Regions from separate parts of the Sus scrofa genome. Here region 1 is linked to region 2. Evidence: chromatin contacts called from public promoter capture Hi-C data. All regions are on one chromosome and are shown on one strand. Each heading gives the region's core, a stretch centred on a gene start, on an enhancer-like site or on the middle of the called end of the contact. The rest is flanking DNA. Distances are from core to core; before and after follow the strand shown.

What was found. Promoter capture Hi-C pulls out the DNA fragments that hold promoters and counts their contacts.
Region 1: a contact with region 2 is called in a promoter capture Hi-C map of liver, with 6 times the contacts expected there. The contact joins the promoter of RNF145 here to the promoter of PWWP2A in region 2. A contact is called at or near these places in 1 of 5 promoter capture datasets (liver), 1 of 47 Hi-C or Micro-C datasets (heart right ventricle) and 1 of 2 datasets of contacts at active chromatin or transcription factors (alveolar macrophages).

Annotation. Positions count from the first base shown.
Region 1 is chr16:64,250,518-64,253,392 of Sscrofa11.1, forward strand. It overlaps RNF145 (RING finger protein 145), which reads left to right and starts at 1,255. Exons shown (of 11, transcript XM_021077056.1): 1 at 1,255-1,368. It overlaps LOC102162058, which reads left to right and starts at 396. Exons shown (of 4, transcript XM_021076824.1): 1 at 396-433; 2 at 569-969; 3 at 2,772-2,801. The coding sequence starts at 396.
Region 2 is chr16:63,408,453-63,411,261 of Sscrofa11.1, forward strand. It overlaps PWWP2A (PWWP domain-containing protein 2A), which reads left to right and starts at 1,446. Exons shown (of 4, transcript XR_002339711.1): 1 at 1,446-2,115.

The DNA of each region.
Region 1 (2,875 bases), core at 5-2,504, 840 kb after region 2:
CACATACCGTTTAATTTCATGCTACAGTAAACATTTTTTGTACAGATTCTTTAAACCAGGGGTTGGAATTTTTAAATTGAAAATACTCAGTGAACAGTTCTCAGTCATTTCTTTATATATCCACTCACTTATTCAACAGAAGCTTATGGAGCGCCTATTCTGTGCTACGCACGGCTGGCCGAGCCATCACAGAAGTGGTCCCTGAGGCCAAGGAGTTGACAGTCTAGACCAGTCAGTATAGGAGTTAAATAAAACTCTGGCATCATTGCTACTGCGGTTGCCTTCGGTGAGGATCAGCTCCTCCAATTCTCCCACGTGGTCCCTGCAGGTAAGTGTGGGTGTGAACGCGTGTGACTCCCGGTGTTTGGGGAGTGTGAGAGGGCACGTGTGTCAGAATGGCGCGTGTCACAGTGCGCGTGCTGGTGTCCGCGTGGTACGCGTCTCCATAGCGGCCCAGACCGGCTGTGCGGCTTCGGGAGGCTTGTGTCGCCCGCCTACGTACCGGAGGCGGCCCGGGAACCACCCCTCCAGCGCGATTGTGAGTGAGCGCGGGAGCACGCGTGCGCAGCCGTGCAGGACGGGGGAGGGGCGCGCCGCCCTGGCAGGGGCGCGCGCAGGCGCACAGCGCGGCAGCCGGGCCACGGCCGCCGCAGAGCGCCGGGGGCGGGAGGAGTGAACCAAGGAGGCCATGGCCGCCGCCGGCTGCTGAGGAGCTCGGCCCGCGAGCGCCTGCCGCCGCGGACGATGGTGACCACACGGGTCGGGTCGCTGCCGCCGCCGCTGCCGCCGCCTCCCAAAACGCAGCATCTAAGGCCCGGCGTGGAGGAGCCGCCGCTGTGAGCCGCGCCGTCCCGGTCCCCGCCGCTGCCGCCCGAGGAGAACGGGAGGGTCGGCGAGAGAGCCGGGGAATTGCGGAGCCCGTCCGTTCGCCGCGGTGCTGCCCCGCAGGGAGGGAGGCCGCAGCCCGAGGTGACTGAGCCGTCCGCGCCGGCCCGCCCCTTCCCATCCCCGCGCCCCTGTCGGCATCCCACATCTTCTGTTCCCCTCTCCCTTCCCCCATGCCGTGGCCCGTTCTGTCCTCTTCTTCCCCTTTGCCCCTTCCCCCCTTGCCCCCTCCTCTTTTCCCAGCGGCGGCGGCGGCGGCGTCCACAGCCCCTCTTAACCCGCAGCGCCCCCTCCCTCCCAACCGCCAGCCCCGCCCGCGGTCCTCCTGCGCCCCCCCCCCCCCACCCGCTTCGGCTCTCTCCGACTCTGCCCTCCTCTCCCGGGGCGGGCTCAGCCCCCTTCCCAGCTCTCGGGCCTTGTCCGCCGCCTCTCCACTCCTCCACCTTCCTGGAGCGATCCCTCATCTCCTCCGGCATTCCTAAGGTGCCCTCACTTAGCGCGCTCCTCCTTCGCCTCCCCAGTACCCCATTTCGGGGCCTTTTCTAAACCCCTTCCTGAGCGTCCCCTTTCTTTGCCCCTTTCCAGCTCTTTTCCTCCAGTCCCAACTTCGAACTTTTCCTCTTTTGCGTCTTTGTCCACTTTGCTTCCAAGCTTCCCCCCTCTTTCCTTTTTCCCTACTCTTTTTTGGTTTACGGAGCCCCAAACTCAGCTTCCGCCCTTTCCTTGGGTTTGAGGTTGTTTAGGGGTGCGGAAAGGCCTGCCAACTCATTCGTCGAATGGGGACCCATTTACTGTGCATCCCATCTGTCAGTCCTTTTTCTTTCTTTTTTTTTTTTACAGTAAGAGCTCTCTCACCCCTTCCTTTTTTTCACCATCGCTTCGTGTCTCGTTTGCCTTCCTTCCCTTCTGCATCCCCCTCTACTCTTGCTTTTTCCCAACCGAGAACCCTGAGATCCTTGCCGCTCCCTTCATGAATGAGTCTCCTTTCTGTTCATGGATGAAGAACTTTGCCCGCCTCTTTCTTCAGAAGCTTTTTGGTGCGTGGCATGGCGGAGCCAGCACCCTTGGCCAGACAGAAGGGGAGCTCCCTGGCACGGGCCTCTCTCCTGGCAGAGTTTTTGTGAACGTAATCCCCTAGCCCCGCGGCGGCAGCGGCCCGGCTGCTGCTGCGTTGCCTGCTTTGCAGCGAGCTGGGTTGGGGTTACTATAGTTCAAACGCAACTGAGATCAGCAGGCGTCGGGGGGGGGGGCGGGGGAGGAGGTTCTGGGAGAGAGGAAGGGGGCTTTGCTGTGGGAAGGCATCAAAGATTAATGGATGGCTTTGCATTGCAGTGTGCAGTAAACAGGAAACTAGTTTGAAAGCAGAGGAGAGGCATTTTTTTTCCTCCAAATTTTTAAAAATACGGACTGTGCAGTTCTAGTGAATCTTGAATCCTGCCCAAAAGATGAGCTGTCTATGCTGCAGTGGTGACCCAGGCTGAACGCCCAATGGCAGAGATAGCAGTTTTTATTTCCTCTGTCTGGCTGCTTAAGTCTAAACATGGCCCTTGTATTCAGAGTGGACTCCCTATCTTTGCTGATTTGGGGATAACCAGCAACCACCGAATTGCTAGTAGTTTTTGTGGAAATCAGGTACTTACAAAGTTAGCTAGCAATGAGTGGGAGTGGGGGAGCACCAGCTATATTTAAAACGTGTTCCGATGCTTATGTAAGAAGTGTGTTCTTCTCCCGGGTATCTCAATTTTTGGATGAGTTTGCTTATGATTTTAGGCTTTACCTCTGCCCAGTAACATTTTCAGGGCTTACCATCCTAACATATGGACAATCAGAAAATCTGTCTTTCTTAAGATTGGCTTTAGCTGATGGTAGTTTTTTTCTTTTCCCAGATTGGATTGGACAGAGGGATGCAATTGATGGTAAATGATAGTTTTTGTTTTTCTTGTGGGGAGGTAAAAAGGTGTCAAATACTTTCTAAATATTGTACTGGAAT
Region 2 (2,809 bases), core at 196-2,695:
GTTTCCACTCAGCCACAAGGGGAACTCCCTCAATTTCTTTATTTATAAAATGGGGTTAATAGTACCTGCTTTATAGGAGTGTTATAAGGATGAAATGAGATATTATACTAAGTGTTTGTATTAATGCCTACACGTAGGAGGTGCTCAATAAACATTAGCTGTAAGTAATCTTTAGAATTTCATTTTTCACTCCACCTAAAGCTGGTAACTTTTCTCTCTTTGCTGTAGGCATTCTCAGTGCCTACAGTCTCTTCTGGAGAAAAGACTCAATCTGAGGTGCAATTAGTCAGAAATGGGTTCAATAGATTCTTCTACACAAGTGAAGAAACAAAATGGGAACAGAGAAGTAGGAGCATTAGGGCGGTGAAGAGAGAGGATTTTTTGCACCTGTGGCATAGGAGAGGCCCGGAACGAAAAAAGCTGGAGCAAGGAGCCAGGTGTCACCACTTTCCAAAAAGTAGTGTTCACAAGAAAGTCCAGGACTGCTCTCTGACATACATTAAGCTGACAATCATCAGCTTAATCTAGTGTGCATGGTGTCCTTCCTGTTTTCTTCCTTCCTTTCTCTCTCCTTCCCTCTTCCTTTCCCTGCGCCTGAGGCCTATGTAAGTTGTCTGGCCAGAGATTGAACTCAGGCCGTGGCAGCGACCCAGGCTGCTTCAGTGACACTTTAGGATTCTTAATGCCCTCCTTCGCAAGAGATTCGTTAGCATTTTCCTACTTTGGAATAAGTAGGTGCATTGTTCCTAGAAAGTAGAGCGACGTCGAGGAAACACTTTTTGTGGGAGCTTGAGCAGCTGCAGTGAGGTTATGGGAATGTCTTACACATTATTCTATTCTATTCCCGTGCAAGTGCCTTGCATGGTAGGAGCTCAAAAACTGTTTTTTAGAATTATCTTCAAACTTTTAGTTGTCCCTCTCAAAGAAGCCTGTGCCCACACGCGGCAGCAAGCAGGTCTGCGCCTAGAAATAACATTTATTCTAAGGACCTCTGCGCAGGGATTCCTGGGAGGCGGTTCCCCTCCCTTATTACTTCGTTTCTCCACCCCTCGGTCGCCTTTGAAAGAGTAGGAACGCCACGTGATTCCCTCGTTTACTCCACCTCTGAAAAACCGGCTGATAATGGGCAGGAGGGTAGACCAACTGTAAGACGTTATTTTCTCCTCCAGCCAATAGAAAGAGGAGCTAAGTATAAGGCTCAGCTTCGGTGACTCCCCCGCCCCCTTTGAGCCCGTCCCCAACTCCTCCTCTAAGATACCACATTTGACAACTCGCCCGGCCAATGAGAAGTTCCTACTCTGCATGGGAGGGATGGACTGGGTGATAGACGTCCTGATTTGACCAGTGGAATGTCACAAGTGCGGGAGGGGTGTAGGACGGAACCAATGGCGCAGTGCCAATAGCGAGCATGGGGGGGGTAAGGGCGGGACAAAACTGTTAGCGTGAGGGCGGGGAAGGCCCGGGGAACCCAGCAGCGCTGCCGCCGCCGCCGCAGCAGCAGCCGGAGTTGGAGGAGGGAGAAGCCAGGAAGAAAATGGCGGCTGTGGCTGCAGAGGCGGCAGCGACTGCAGCGTCCCCCGGGGAGGGGGGCGCCGGCGAGGCCGAGCCGGAGATGGAGCCCATCCCCGGCAGCGAGGCCGGCACTGACCCGCTCCCGGTCACGGCCACTGAAGCATCTGTGCCGGACGCCGAGGCCGACGGGCAGCAGTCCTCTCCTCAGGCCGACGAGCCCCCGCTCCCGCCGCCACCGCCGCCGCCGGGGGAGCTCGCCTGCAGCCCGGAGGCGGCGGAGCTGGAGCTGGAGGCGGACGAACTGCCTGCCGGTGTTGTGGAGCTGACGGCAGCCGCGTCTCAGGAGGGGCCTGACCTTCCACCTTCCCCTGCACCGCCGCCCGAGCAGCCCCCAGCTCCCGAGGAGCGCCAGGAACTACCGCTGCCCCAGCCAGCAGCCCCTGCGCTCGTGCCGCCGGCGGGCGGGGACTCCGCGGTGTCGCAACTGATCCCCGGCTCGGAGGTGCGGGTCACGCTGGACCACATCATTGAGGACGCGCTCGTCGTGTCGTTCCGCCTCGGGGAGAAGCTCTTCTCGGGGGTCCTGATGGATCTGTCCAAAAGGTACCGCGTCCTCCCCAGCACGCCCCCGGGCGCCCCGGCCCCCACGGTCCCCGGGGAGGGATCGAGCCTGGGCGGCCCCTTCACTTCGGGCTCCCGCCTCTTAGGCGCCCTGCTGCCTGTACCGCCCTTGGGTCCCGCGCGGCGCGTGGCGCGTGCTCCGAGAGGGGCAGGCGCGTGGGGCCGCAGGAGGGCGGGCCCTGCCCCAGGTGGACGCCCGCGAGTGCAGGTGTCCCGCCGGGTCGGGGGCGCGGGTGTTGACGGCCTTGCGGGTCTCACCCCCAGCCTCGGCCTTTTCCTATGACCTGGCCCTGGCTCACCCACACAAGGGTGGATGGGTTAATGCAAAATGCAGAAGGCTTTTTGCAGAGAACGGGGTGCTGGATGGGGGATACTGCCCTGTTCTCAAATTAGCCTTGAATGAGGTTGAAAAAAGGGGTGTGTGCTTTGGGACTCCCAAAAGGCTGTCACTCCTTATAAAGGGAAAAGCATTTATTAAAAATGAGATCCTTGACTGTTATTCTTAGTTAGAACTAATTCCCCCTAGATAAGTTCAGTATGGAAGCATATTTGGTTCATCATGATGATGGCTTTAAGAAAAGTCTAAAGAAGAGATGTTTTTTTTTTTAACCTTTAGTATCGAGATGTGGTATAAAAGTATTCAAATACTAACTTCTCAAACGATACAGTTTAAATG